Linked DNA regions of Mus musculus: all the other regions are linked to region 1. Evidence: chromatin contacts called from public Hi-C and HiChIP or PLAC-seq data. All regions are on one chromosome and are shown on one strand. The core of a region is the stretch at or near the end of the contact, and the rest is flanking DNA. Distances in the headings are between cores, read along the strand shown.

What was found. Hi-C and Micro-C count contacts between places; a contact is called where the count stands out from the background. HiChIP or PLAC-seq counts read pairs in DNA pulled down with a chosen protein or histone mark.
Region 2: a contact with region 1 is called in an H3K4me3 HiChIP or PLAC-seq map of neural progenitor cells, with 36 read pairs. The contact joins the enhancer-like site here to the promoter of Spon1 in region 1. A contact is called at or near these places in 9 of 39 promoter capture datasets (cranial neural crest, embryonic stem cells, hippocampal neurons and 4 more), 60 of 484 Hi-C or Micro-C datasets (the AML12 cell line, the AtT-20 cell line, B cells and 41 more), 14 of 115 datasets of contacts at active chromatin or transcription factors (SST interneurons, astrocytes, bone marrow-derived dendritic cells and 8 more) and 2 of 9 other capture datasets (embryonic stem cells and pancreatic islet).
Region 3: an H3K4me3 HiChIP or PLAC-seq map of embryonic stem cells shows a contact between it and region 1, with 14 read pairs. The contact joins the promoter of Far1 here to the promoter of Spon1 in region 1. A contact is called at or near these places in 1 of 39 promoter capture datasets (neural stem cells), 1 of 484 Hi-C or Micro-C datasets (embryonic stem cells) and 2 of 115 datasets of contacts at active chromatin or transcription factors (astrocytes and embryonic stem cells).
Region 4: an H3K4me3 HiChIP or PLAC-seq map of forebrain shows a contact between it and region 1, with 4 times the contacts expected there. The contact joins the enhancer-like site here to the promoter of Spon1 in region 1. A contact is called at or near these places in 5 of 39 promoter capture datasets (Sertoli cells, embryonic stem cells, neural stem cells and 2 more), 2 of 484 Hi-C or Micro-C datasets (embryonic fibroblasts and primitive type A spermatogonia), 16 of 115 datasets of contacts at active chromatin or transcription factors (SST interneurons, a beta-TC-6 cell line, craniofacial prominence and 10 more) and 1 of 9 other capture datasets (adipose tissue).
Region 5: a Hi-C map of uterus shows a contact between it and region 1, with 4 times the contacts expected there. The contact joins the enhancer-like site here to the promoter of Spon1 in region 1. A contact is called at or near these places in 8 of 39 promoter capture datasets (the HPC-7 cell line, embryonic stem cells, hippocampal neurons and 4 more), 4 of 484 Hi-C or Micro-C datasets (macrophages and uterus), 11 of 115 datasets of contacts at active chromatin or transcription factors (SST interneurons, astrocytes, craniofacial prominence and 7 more) and 4 of 9 other capture datasets (adipose tissue, embryonic stem cells, liver and 1 more).

What each region holds. Positions count from the first base shown.
Region 1 is chr7:113,764,582-113,767,281 of GRCm38.p6, forward strand. Spon1 (spondin 1, (f-spondin) extracellular matrix protein) reads left to right here and starts at 1,417. Exons shown (of 16, transcript NM_145584.2): 1 at 1,417-1,985. The coding sequence starts at 1,748.
Region 2 is chr7:113,606,702-113,609,401 of GRCm38.p6, forward strand. No RefSeq gene overlaps it. Among named protein-coding and RNA genes, the nearest start is that of Far1os, 43 kb to the left of the region's middle. Within about 2 kb of position 1,315, at least 29 of the 459 cell types and tissues checked have an H3K27ac peak or open chromatin away from gene starts, as enhancers often do. A contact at or near this core is called in the AML12 cell line, the N1E-115 cell line, SST interneurons and 7 more, where this site is marked.
Region 3 is chr7:113,512,430-113,515,129 of GRCm38.p6, forward strand. It overlaps Far1 (fatty acyl CoA reductase 1), which reads left to right and starts at 1,405. Exons shown (of 13, transcript NM_027379.4): 1 at 1,405-1,508.
Region 4 is chr7:113,985,437-113,988,136 of GRCm38.p6, forward strand. All of the region lies in intron 6 of Spon1 (spondin 1, (f-spondin) extracellular matrix protein), which reads left to right. Among named protein-coding and RNA genes, the nearest start is that of Gm51454, 50 kb to the right of the region's middle. Within about 2 kb of position 1,330, at least 11 of the 459 cell types and tissues checked have an H3K27ac peak or open chromatin away from gene starts, as enhancers often do. A contact at or near this core is called in adipose tissue and forebrain, where this site is marked.
Region 5 is chr7:113,960,950-113,963,649 of GRCm38.p6, forward strand. All of the region lies in intron 6 of Spon1 (spondin 1, (f-spondin) extracellular matrix protein), which reads left to right. Among named protein-coding and RNA genes, the nearest start is that of Gm51454, 74 kb to the right of the region's middle. Within about 2 kb of position 1,377, at least 55 of the 459 cell types and tissues checked have an H3K27ac peak or open chromatin away from gene starts, as enhancers often do. A contact at or near this core is called in SST interneurons, adipose tissue, forebrain and 2 more, where this site is marked.

The DNA of each region.
Region 1 (2,700 bases), core at 167-2,666:
TGTCTTCTAGTGCTAGGCATAGAGCCTAGATTCAGGTACATGCAACAAAGCTTGCTGGGGGGAATGGGAACCCAAACATGGAGTCAGTCTAGAACCCTGAGTCAGCTGGCTCACTCTACAGTCCAGATCTGAAGATGCACATAGGAGAGAGCTGGTCTGTTGGATCAGAGGCTGAGGTCCAGTTCTCATGCTTTCTCCTAAGGCTGAGAAGTACACAAGGCCTTCCACAAGGCTTATTCCTCAGTGACTTCTGAAAGATAGCATCCAGTTGACGGTGGTAGTACAAGTCACACCATAGGACTGAGGGATCAGTGGTTAGTGGATGGGGTGAGGAATGGAATTTCCAGTATTGATGGCTCTATTGGGCTGTTTGTAATCTAAGAGGAAGAGGAAAGGCGAGTCTGGAAAGTGGACGAAACTGCTTGTTAGATGCAGGCACTTGAGAAGTATTCAAGGCCCTGGGAAGAATAAAGGAGAATAATGCAGCCTTTCAGGGCATTGGGGGCAGGGGAGGCTTGTGTGCAGCAATGGCATTCAGGTATCTTCAAGTAGGGTGTCTCCTGAGGCAAAGTATTCCACATGAGAGATTTTGCCAAATTTCGGCATACACAGCTCTGGTTCAATAGCTGCCGCCCGCTCCTGCCCCATGCTTCCTGGGCAGGGAACACGCTTGGAAAGGATGTCTGACCTAACCTCACAATGGATAAATGACAAGGCTGAGGCAGAGAGACATTGAGAGAGATTCCGGCTTATGGCCTCTCCCAAAAACCTGTCCCTGGAGGCTAAGAGCCTGAACTAAATATCTAAGCCAAGAAAACACAGGCCCTTCTTTGAACATTTCAAAATGGCCAGGCTCCTAAGCAATAGACACTTATTTTTGTAAGCCCCCTCCTTCTTAAAACCTCACAGTTTATGATTGCTTAGATACACTGCTGAATAAACTAATATGTAGCAAAAAATATTTTCTTCAATAGTAACTTTTCCTCTTGTTTTAAAAGAAAAACATTTTAAAAAATCTTCAAAATTATGGCCAAGGCATTGTGCCAGCTGCTCTCAGGGCCTAAGTCTCGGGCTCCTTGCTGGTCCTCTAGCGTGATATGTTATATGGTGGCCTGGTAAGAGGCAGCGGGCCAGCACAGCAAAGGTGGCCTGCGGGGATCTGCTTGTCTATAAATAAATGATTACGGTGTGTGGCGCTAGTGCACGTGGTAGACTGATGCCGCCGCGGGGAAACCTTGCAGCAGCGCAGCCTGGCACTGAGTAGGTTTGCAACAAAAGTTAAGTTGGCAGGCTTTCCCTCCTCAGAGCACTGTGGTCCACAGGACCCAAGCTGGAACTGGATACCGAGGAAGCAGCCTCGTTGGTGGCAGGGTAGATTGAGCCAGCACGTGTCTGCGTATCCCGGCTCTCTCCCACCAGACCCTGGGAATCCAGCTTCACAAAACAAACACCAGAGCGCCCGCTAATCGCCAGCTCAGAAACAAAACAGCACTGCGCTGGGGGATCCGGGCGCAAATCAGCCCTCCCTCTTCGCGCTCCTTCGCCACCGCCCGCCCCTCAGCTCCGCTGCTCGGCTCCGCTCAGAGCAGCGCAGCTCCGCAGCCGCCAAAGCGAGGCGGGCACGGTCTCCCCACCGCCAGCGCCACCCGGGCTCCTCCAGGTTTCGCCTCTGCAGCTCCCGTCACTTGGAGCAGGAGTGTCCTGACAGGGTCTGCAACATCCGCATAAAGTTGGGGGGCCCTCGAGGATGAGGCTGTCTCCCGTGTCCCTGAGGCTTAGCCGGGGTCCGGCGCTGCTGGCCCTCGCGCTGCCCCTGGCCGCAGCGCTAGCTTTCTCAGATGAGACCCTGGACAAAGTGACCAAGTCGGAGGGCTACTGCAGCCGCATCTTGCGCGCCCAGGGCACACGGCGTGAGGGATACACGGAGTTCAGCCTCCGCGTGGAAGGCGACCCTGACTTCTATAAGCCAGGAAGCAGCTACCGAGGTGAGTGGAATGGCGTTGGGGACCGGAGATCTAGGAACCCCTAGGGCACTGACCCGAGCAAGGCTGGAGCCGGGAGCGCAGTCCCCGAGTGTACCACGTCTGCGCATCCCAGCCCGGGGCCGTGACCTGGCTGCCCTGAGCCCCTTAGCTGCCAGCTCTATACTATACCCAACAAGACAGTGTCGGGGGAGGAGGGGGCCGTCGGGGAGGCTACAGGCAGGAGAGACAGCCCCGGTCTCCAACGCAGGGTTCCCGAGCCGGGGAATACAGCCGAGCCACACATCACACCAGCCTGGCTGGGAGGGAGCCCGACTTCGCTCCAGCTGTTGGCGAGAGTGAAGTACACACACACATTTCTCCTTATCGCTCTCTGGGGAAGAGGGTACTCTCAGGTGGGTCCCAGGTAGGGCATCTCTTCCCATGGTTTTCATCCTCGAAGGAGAGATACCAGCTTCTAGATCAAGCAGGACTCTCACTTCCTGGATGGGTCCCTAACCAGTCTCAGGTTAGGGGAAGGAGGAACCTGAAGGGTCCACAGAAAGATCCCCGAATTACTCTCTTATGTCCCAGGAGAAGACAGAGACCCTTGGATTTCCAGGACAGGTTTCAATGGCAATAGGGTCCTCAAAAACAAACAAACAAACAAACAAACAAACAACCCAACACGGGTAGTCTCTCAATGGAAGGTGGAATGTGACGATAGAAAACAGACCCA
Region 2 (2,700 bases), core at 65-2,564, 160 kb before region 1:
ATAAATCACTCAATTCACTTCACTTCTATCTCTTTAAAGACTTTCGACTGTATGTTCTATCATTTATAATAGGAGAAACTCCAAAAGAATGTTCATCCTGCCCATCCCGGGGGAGTTACACAAAGGAAGCCCACGAATTCAGTGACTCCTGATTCACATCTCAAAGAGTGTGACTTCTAGAGTCAGATGTGTTCCCTCTGGGTCATGAGGTCCCTGAGATTCTCTTCTGGACCAGGAGTTTTCTCTTAAAGGCAACTTTTGCAATGGTTTCTACTTTGGTTCAATCAAATCTGGAGGTTCAATGTGACTACCTTTAGAACAAAAGCATGATATTTCTCCCATAAGGCAAAGGCCATTTAGCTCTCTGGGACACAAGTGTTTGGCTGTCCTTGAGCAAGAAGAGAGAGAGATTTTGAAGTTTACAATTGCCTACCATTTGGGAAGATATAAGTGAAGTCAGCCAAGTCTGTAATTGTCTATCTTTCTTGCCAGCATAGCACATCTGCTTATAAGCTAATAAGTAGTGAATTGAGGCCATGTTTGGACTGTCTTTTCCTTTTCTTTTAAGTCCAAGGTAAACTGTCTCTTGCAGGGGTCATGTTCATGAGAAACACTCTTGGATGGGTGTCTGATTCAGAGCACCCTGGAGGATGGGTATCTCTTTCTGCTTTGCTTTGAAGAGAGATACCTCCTTGTCTTTGAACACATGGCTTGGGTGGGACCAAGGGCCAGCTCACTCTGGCTTGTCCAGAGACTTCATCCTTGGATCACTTTAGAATTCAAAGTCACCGAGCATGCCTATAAGCATCTAAACGAGAGAATCATGATTTTGCTTTTATTATTTTTTTTAGCTAAAATCATTAGGAAAGAGAAGGTCATTCCCTTTCAGGATTGCTGCCTGTGAGGGTTTTGGAACTGGAGGGTCTAGGCACCATCAGTGGGAAATGATGATGGGGGGGTGGGGTGGGGAAGGAGCCACCAAGAGAAGCAAAGAACTGGGGAGAATGGAGGTAGTTGAGAAACACACATACCGAGGGACCAAATCTGTGTCCCCAACTTGAAGCTTGAAGCCCCATTTACATCTGGGCACTTTAATTAGCAAAAGTGTTGTCGTTTCTAGACAGATTTTCTCAAGGGTAGCTGAAATAACCTTGTGAATACATAAATGCCTCAATTGCTTACCATAGTACTGCACTTTAGACATGAAGAAGGCTCAAAGCCAAGGAGCCAGGATAGGGTTCCCAAGGCCCTGCTGGGAGATACGGACATCTGTGACTCTCATGATAAAGCAGGGCTGACTGGACCTGATCCTGCCAGCAGGGGGAATGGTGGTGGTAATGTCGATGTGTACTGGGGAAGCAGCCCACGCTCAGTCTGTTTTGCTGTCACACTTGCGTGTTTGTGTGTGATTTTAACATAAATTAGCTCAAATGTGCTTGATAAATGGAACAACGCCAGTGAAATGCGGTTCATCTGCGAGGCTCCCGGCCTGCCAACATTTTGCACTGGCAGGCCTTGGAAGATGCAGGCAAAGTGCAGGAACCCAGCTGGATACAGCACGGAGGGAGAGAGACAGCATTTCCTGCAGCTCCCAGCAACTCCAGGCCTTTTGCCTCAGGGAAGTCTCCAGTCCATGTTAGGAGTACTTGTCAGTCAGGTCTCACTGATCCTGTGCCCGGGGTGGGGGGGTGGTGGGGGTGGTGGGGGTGGGGTGGGGGTGGTGGGGGTGGTGGGGGTGGTGTAGGGTAGGGGGTGCGTGTTTCCTTCTCCAGGTAACTCAGAAGGTCGTAGTTTCTCTTACATTGACATCCATCAAGCTGTCCTTTCTTCCTGTCTTAAAGGCAGAGTCCTCTATTTTCTCCAGGCTGTGTTGTGTATTAGGAACTGGACATTCTTCTTAAACCACTGGCATCTTTCACGGAGGTTATCTATTTGGGGTTGTCTGCCGCCGTCCTATTTTTCCCATAAGTCTTAATTATTTTTAGTTTGCGATTTTGCAGAGAGTGTGTTTCTTTCCCTCCCCTTAGGAACACATACAACTCATTGCTGCAAGAGCACCTGGTTTTGTTTTTTTGTTTTTTGTTTTTCCTTCTTTTTTTTTTTTTTTAAAAGAAGGGGGAAAAATGAGAAAATATCTGAATAATAGCTAGCTACGGATGTGCTGACCACATCTGTTTGGCTACAGGTCATGTAGGTTTTTCTTGCTATTTCAAAGTATCTCCAGAACTCAGCCTACTTTCTTACCCTATTCTTGACTAGTTGGAAATATAAAGAACTTGTAACCGACTTACAGATCCTATTGGGTCAAGACTGGATGCCTGCTTGGGTTTCTGAATACAATTTTCAACCCTAGAGACCCAGCACGTGCTCTGTCCCCTAGTCTCCAGAAGGAGCCTTCAGGCAAAGCCATATCCATGAACAATGCTGCATAAGCAGATGCTAACACCGTAAAGCATGCAGGATGCAGGCAGCTGGAAAATTGTGCTACAAAAATAAACACCCTGTTTCTGCAAATTGGGCAACTCTCATTAGCCCCAGGAAGCTCGTTTTCATGGTTAAGTAGTTAAGCGGCTGATTAAAGGCACAAGACCATTTAGGCACCTGCTTATTTGTGCATTTTCCTTTTTGTTCCGAACTTTGGCCAGAAGATGGTGCTCGTGAACACACTTTGGCAAAGTCTCTCTCTCTCTCTCTCTCTCT
Region 3 (2,700 bases), core at 155-2,654, 250 kb before region 1:
GTCTTCTCTCTAGCCTCGGTTTTTAGTTTTTGAATGACAGCTAAAGCCTGGTGTTGATTATAACCAGGATGCAATAGTTTTTTCCAAAATGATTGCACCGTGCATGAAGCACACAGCCCCACGAATCTTCTTCATACACCCGGGTAATCACCACCACATCAAGAAAAAACAGGTTCCCAGCTCATACATTGTAATGAGCATAGTTTTTTAGAAAAATGTTTTTTAGGCATGTAAAAATAGTGTAGTCAGGATCCCCACTACACTCAAGGCTGCACCTGATAACCATAACTCCGTACACCACTCACTCAAAGATAACAAGAGATAGTCCTAGAACTAACTCCACGATGCCCAGTGAACAGTATATAAGCAGAGACTAAGAGCAATGCTCTGCTCTGCACATCTGGAGAGATGCCACTTTGATCTGCCCTGTGGCTGGAGAATCTTTTCTAGGATCCTGCCCCTGGAATCAGAAATTTCTGTTTGAGACTGGACCTGACCTTCAGCCAAGATACATCGCATAGGTAAGCAGCCTCGGGAGATAGGCTTAGGACCGTAGTTAGGAATTCAGAGTGTTTATATTGTGTGAAGACCCAAAGCATAACTAAATAAAACTTGTTATACTAACTACGCGTATCTACCTTCTAGCTCGCGACACTCAGCAAGTTCCCGTGCACCCTAGCTCTCAGCACACGCCCCACCTTCCAACGCTGAAACTTCTCTCACTGTCCCTACATCTTGCACGGGATTGTCTTGAAGGAGGAAGGACTAGGTGGACAGTCTCTCGGGGAGGATGGACGCGGGCTCCAGTCCTCCCGATGGGCCCTTCAGAAGGTCCATACAGTGCTGGCTCCACATTCCGAAGGAACCAAGCTGGCAGTTATCAGGGAGGATCCTCACACTCAGTTAAGACCGAGGGTAGCCGGCCCCATCTGGGGAGCGCCAGGGTGCACGTTGGCAGTACTCAAGCACGCCGCGATGGCTGCGGGGCGGGCTCTCACGTCTGCCACTTGTCCCGCACCTTTTGCGTGGGCTGGGCTCCCGCGCCAGGGTAGTCGGGCGTGGCCCAGGGCGCGACCCTCCGGGAAGCGGGCGGCCGGGGGCGGCGCTGCTGAGCGGGGATGTGCGGCGCGCGCCCATTGGCTGCGCTTTCCCCGACCACACCGCCCAGCCGCCCACTTCCCGGCCTCTCTCCGCTCCCCCATTGGCCGTCCTGCCTGGGGGGTTTGGGGTGGGCGGCTGAAGAAGAGTGGAGGGTGAGCGGTTCTCCCGGGAAGAGTGTGAGCAAGAGCCAATCAGGAGCAGACGTGGAAAAGAGGCGCCACGCCAACCAGTCAGACCCCGAGGCGCGGTCGGGACCCGTGACGCCATAGCGCTCTCAGCCAATGGGCGCACCGCTGTCGGTCCGCTCTTCAGCAGCCGGTCGGGGGCGGTGAAAAGCGAGTGAGGAGAGCGCGACCACGGCGTAGCCATCGCTGAAGGGAGAGCGAGGCCCGAGCTTCCGCGTCGAGGTGAGCGGCACGGGCTCTGTCGCAGGCTCGGCCGCGGCCCCTCCGCACTTGGCCGCCGTTTTGCGGGAGTCCTAGGCCGGGCTGCGTTGAGGTGGGGCCTGCGAACCGCCCCGCCCCCGCCCCGCCACGGCCGCCTGGAGGCGGGGGCGCCTCCTCTGCTGGGACTGTCCCTGCGCGGCGTGGCCGGGCCGCCGCCCTCCCGACTGCCAGGGCCGCGGCGAGGGAGCTTAGAGGCCCCTGGCCTGCAACCCGGGGAGGCAGGGGTTCCGTCTGCGGGGGGAGGCCGCGCAGAGGCGGCCACGGTGGGGGCCCGAGTTAACGGAGGAGGGTGGCGGCCTGGGATTGAGAGGAAGAAAGTGATGGGAAAGGGGTGATGCTCTGGAGAGGGCGTCCAGTGAGGAGGCCCCTGCTCCAGAGTGGGATCGGCCTCTGGGAAGTAGGTATCAATGGCGTTGCGGAGAAATCAGCTGAGAGATGGAGAACTGGTTTGGGGTTTGAAGGTTAAGGTCTCTGGACCAATGGGGACAGGGCATGTGGAGTGTGAGAAGGTACACACAGAAACCGGAAGGTGTCCGAGGAGTGGATTTTAGATGAGGGGTGGATGGAGGCTGTCTGACTAGAAGGCGTTATTTGGTTTCTTGGAAAGTACACAAGGAACAGTCAAGGTGGATTTCTGTGTGCTTGCTCAAGGGTGGGGATCTTTTGTGAACAGTGGAGTGAGTTGGGAGTACAGAGTTGAGAGAGAGTATCTCAGGATGACAGCTCGGAACACTCAACGTAGCTACCTACTGAGGCTGATCATTAGCTCACCTTTATGCTGTCCCCTGGATGATCCATCTGATTGTTTAGCCACAGCTCACACAAACTTAGCTCTTAGAAGTAATGGGTATTAAGTATTCTTTGATTTTTTTTTTTTTTTTTTTTGGACTGGGAAATTGCTTAATTCTTAAAGAAAAGTGCTAAGGGCAACATTTAAAGAGTCTGGTTGGGGATGGATAATGGATGGGTAATATGACATGAGGATGGTGCAAGGTGTCTTACAAAAACAGAAGTGATACTGTGTGAATGTAGTTGTGCAGTTCTGAATGAGCAATCTTTTTAATGTAGTGGAATTTGTTTTATGCTTGTTGGGCAGTTGCTTTCACTTTTGAGACTAGTTTTGTAGTTAAATAAACAAAAAATATTTTCACTT
Region 4 (2,700 bases), core at 80-2,579, 220 kb after region 1:
TATAAAAACAACTATAATGTATGATAATATATTGCGTATAACAGTGATGCTGATTTTTAAATCTTCTTTTCTGGAAGTTATTCTTTACAGTTTCGTAATACAAAGTTGTGATGATATTTATATTTGTTTTGCCCACATTTTGGAAGTGAAAATTTTAATTCCATTGTTAGTAAATTATTTAAAATAGGTCTCTCTAAGCTAAGCCAGTAAATTATTTTACTTGAAGGATTTCTCTTCGCGATGTTTGCTATGCTATTAATGGATTACTTAACCTGATGTTAGTGTTAGAATGTTAATCTTTTTTAGCTATTTTTGCATTCTTGAAATAACCTCCATTAAGGTCAAGTTTGTCACAGAGAATAAATCAAATTGGCTTGACAGTTCTGTTTCATAGGAGTTAAAAGGACTTCATTACTACTCTGAGCCTTCTGTTCATATATGTGTGTGTGTGTGTGTGTGTGTGTGTGTGTGTGTGTGTGTGTGTGTATACACATACATACATATATGTGATTTTTTTATAAGTTACTGGCTAAATAGAATGCATTAATTCCATGATCTCGGTCAGCATATTTAACATCTCGCTGTGGAGTAGCAGCCATGTTACTGAGCATTGTCGTCAACTAGCATGTAAGAAGGTATGGTATTCCATGAAGGTAACTTAATACCTTTGCATATTTCATACATAGAATCAGACATAAATTTTCATACAGGATCCATCACTAATTTATCTATATGACTTTGACCATGTGACTTGACACCTGACACCACCTGACACATACAGCTTTCAGATTATTTAACAGGGCTCTTACAAGAACTGTAATAGTGAATATGGAGTTTGCCGACCTTCAATAAACAGAAGGCAGTGCCGTGTTTCCCAGTGTTGTTCATTTGTCTTTCTCTATTATCCTCTAATTATATTTGCGTGAGAGGTCCATATCTCCATAGTCTTTTGAATGTTTTCAGAAGCAACAGCTAATCAGTGAGGATACGGTAATCGCTTTGGTAGAAAGCTCCCGTTCCGGAAGGCCAGCATGTGAGCTTGATTGGTGAGCCATCACAAGATAGCTCTGGGCCCTGAGAAATGACAGAATTGGCAGTGAACCTACCACACTCTCCTTGCCAAGTGGGACGTGAAGCCATAGACCCGTATTTATGATCAGTGAACACAGACTCCAGAGCTTGGGAGGACTGCTTTCAGGGGCTCCAGGGAATGGGAAGTTGACCAACTGGCCCCCCAGTTGTCTTGCTGAAGCATCCAAGTCTATGTAGCCTGAAAACAGAGATGCTGACAATCACTGTGACCCCGGCTGAACCAAGCTTCAGAGCAGGACAAAATGGCCTTTGTTCCTCCTTTTGAAACGGGGCCTAATTATGTTTCATTAATAAATGAAACTCTGTGGCCAAGTAGGGAAAACACTGTAGAAAAAATATACAGCGTTAAAATGCCATGTGTGGAAAAGGCTTGGGAGGTTTTTAGAAGAAAATCTGAATGCTGAGCTGAGTCAGCGTTTCTCACCTCTTGTCTCTCTCCCCATGTCTCCTTAAATATGTTAAACTCTTCTACCTAAGGTTTAATTTTTGCTCCTTTGTGATATATTTCTGTTTAGATTATATCATTTAGAGGAAAAAATGCCCCATCAAAACCATTATTAATCCATTTACTAATGTTAACAGAAAAAAAAAAAAAAAAACACCAACCCAAAAGATTGGCAGTGGCTATTAATCAAAATGTTTTTTGAGTGCTTTATATGTACAAAGCATTCCAGTATATGCTATGAAAGAATAAGAAACAGTCTATCCTCAAAGGTCTTTTGATCCAGATGGGGAAATAGCCAAGCAATTGACTAGCTGTCATACAAGAAATATTGAAATGAATACTATAATTAGTTAACAAGTCACACCCTGGATCCATTGGGTGGACACTGTTTTCCTAAGCAAGATGCATTAGGCTGCATCTTGGATATAACTAAACATGTCTTCCCTCAGAAATGTTCTAAGTGAACCGGCTAAACCAGTGTTCTGTGCCATCAGATGCCAGCTGCTATAGGTTATCCATCAGACCCATGTGTGCACACAAGCATGCAGCACACAGCACACTATTGCCAATACATATGTGATTTCTTTCCTATCCTTCACTGGGTCTGCCCCCACATTTCTCTTTAAGAAGTTTCTCTGACTCTGGTTTGATGTGTGGCTTCACACTATTGTTGATCTTGTGTTCTTGTTGTTGCTGCTGCTGCTGCTGCTGCTGCTGCTGCTGCTGCTGCTGCTGCTGCTGGTGGTGGTGGTGGTGGTGATGATGATGATTTAATCCTGACCTTGATTTTTGTGGTTGGTTGGTTGGTTGGTTGGTTGGTTGGTTGGTTGGTTGGTTGGTTGGTTTTAGTCCTTTCTTCCATCTTGTCTTGGTAGAAAACGCCCAGATTCAGTTCTCCACTGATTGGGCCCCATCCCTAGGCAGACCAGACCTTGCAATGAGAAAACTGTTGGAAGAATCCCACTTGTTACTCATGTAGGAGTCATGGAGGTAATGCAGAGTCTCCCTGCTTGTTGACCCTAAAAGAAGAAACCCTTCAGAACAGAAACGTGGCCTGCTTGGACAGGTGGCTCACTTCATTCCCAGCTCATGGCTAGAATGGAGGATGCTGATTCTATTGAGAGCCCAGAGGCCTCCTGTAGGTGCTTCTGTTTTCAAAACCA
Region 5 (2,700 bases), core at 127-2,626, 200 kb after region 1:
GGACGCAGCATGAAATGGAGAGAAAGCTACCCGTCCCACTGAGCATGTGACCTTGGGAATGTGCTTAATCTCAGTGAGCTTGTCTCCTCATCTGTGAAACCAGCAGAACAATGTCTGTCACACTGCCTTGTTGTGAGGATTAAATAAGAGCACGGGTAGAAAAGCTATGATTAGCACAGAATAAATGTCAGATTTTGTACTATCATTTCTGAGCCAAACATCTCATTAAAGGCCTGCATAATCACCCATAAAATCTTGTTTGAAATGAAAGCGATTGGGTTCAACCAACCTTTTGGAAAGCAATTTGGCTCTCCAAATGCTCTCCACTGTATATTAAGACACATAAAATATGTTCCTTTCCTTTGACCCAGTTGTTCCACTTCTCAGAATCTATTCTTAGGAAATCGTCCTCAATACAGGAAGAGTCCAATGCACAGGAAGGTTTGCTGTGTGGATGGTCCTAATAGAAATTAGAGGCAGCCTGCACGTCCATGAGATGACTATAGAGTCCCTCTGCAATCTTGTTAAGGATCTAAAAAATGCTTTAGCCCCTACGTCAAACAGAGCTGACATGGAAGGTGAATCAAGGAGCAAACATTGTCTTCTCTGTCAAGTCTCCAGCCCCTTTCTTCTGCATGGTTTCCCACGTGCTCTCTCCTGCTAGAGATCATATCCACTCAGAGTCCTGCCATCTGGGCAATTCCCGTTGGCCTTGTGCCTAAGCCCACTGCCACAGACCTAGCTTTCTACCCTGCTGCCTAAGCCCTCTGCAGAGGCTGAGTATCTCTCCAAGCCTGGGTGTCCTTGGCTCAGCTCTCTGCCTCCAGAGGCTTCCTGGCATCTTCTCAGCTCTGGCCCCACCTCCCATCCCTGCTGCCATCCTACTTCCAGCCCCTTCCTTGCTATTGCCACCTCAATCCATTAAATCCTTCTAAGTCAGAGAGCACATCTTCTCAGATGTCTAGAATTTGTCTGATCAAGTGAACATAATGGGAAGGAACAGTTTGATGTTTAAGCTGATTTTTGAAGCCCACTTAGACACCGAGTCTTGAGGCCTTAAATGCTTTGTGAACTTCCACAAGAGAGGACTGAAATTTATGAAATGACATCCTTTCAAAAACCAGCAGCTGTCTCTCTGGAAACATGGGCAGTTAGACAGGGGAAAGCATCCAGGAATGTCACTTGATGCTATCTTAATCCATGAGCTGGAATTCTTCTGATAACACTGGGAGGAAGAACATTTGGTTTTCTTGAGTTTGTATAACTACGTGCATTTTGCAATGCCGGGGCCTTGGCACGCACAGGGTAGCATTTGGGCTCAGCACTTTGAACTCTGAGGACAGTTTCACAATTGGGTTTTTCCTGTCCTAGCCAACATCTGGATCACAGTGGCCCAGGTCAGCGTGTGCTTGAAACCCTGTGTGAACCTCCCTAAAAGAGCATAGAACAAGCTGTCCAGAGACCAGGGAGGGGCCTATGCCTAGGCCTCCTTCAGCAGCTGTGCAAGCTAGGGCCATTTCAGAAGCAGATAAGAAAGTCATGGTTTGGTGCTCCATCACTGATTGAACAATTATCAATCATTATATCATTATTTTGACTTGTTCTCACTGTGTGCTGGGATACATGGGAGACTCCTGTTGCTACAAATAACGTATATATTATTTTTTAAAGAGTATTAGCCAGTTCTCATATTACCTTCTAACCCTGAATAGTGGTCCCCTTCTCAGCTAGGTATGTGTCATCTCTAACCCTTTATCACATTTACACAGATGTTGGTATCTATCTATGTATAGGACATTTTTACAATGATAGAGCAGCGCTATACTTGCTGGGCAGCATACTACTTTATTTTACTTTATGTACTCTTATGGATAGCTTTCCAAACACCGCTCTGTCTCATTCTTATACTCCACTGCAGGGAACCCTGTGCTATGTTCTACTTTCTCTGACTGATAGACATTTAGGTCGTCTTCAATTTTGTGCCACTGCTGCTATAAACAGTTATGCGGTAAACATTCATAATATCTACTTATGTGTGTTTACCTGTTTTTTTACTTATTCATAATGAGTTTCCAGAAGTCGAATAGTTGAGTTCATGAGTATTTGTCCTTTTCAGCTATCATAGATATTACCAAATAGTTCCCAAACAGGCCATTCTCATACAATGGCATGTCCAAGTGTCCGTCCCCTGCCCCTACCAGTTCTGGAAATCCCCTCTTTTATTTTTTCTAATCTTATAGGCAAAGCAACTATTGTCCTGGTTCATATGCCCCCAATTTGTGATATTGTAAAATATCTCTCACATCTGTCCATTAGCACTAATTTTTTAAAAATCCTGTCTCCATGGAGTCCATGATCACTGTCACGACTTACTGATGCTTTGATCTCCTGCTAGGCATTCAGTACCATGTTAGGATCCTTCCCTTTAACCCTGCATAAAGCAGACATGTTACCACTGCCATTTGACGCATGAGGGTAACTCCTGAGCACAGAGCACACACAGCAGCAGCTTTCTTGTCCAAACCAGAGAGCAAGAGGGACACTGGGCCGTGTCCCTGCCTGCTGGCTCCAGGGCTTGGTTCCTTCCCACCAGTTCAACCGTCTCCCCCATATCTCATCTCCTGTCCCTCTTTCAAGCATCTGGGTCTTCACTTTCTTCTCCAGATGATATTGTCCACCCTTCTTTGTCAGGGTCCTCTG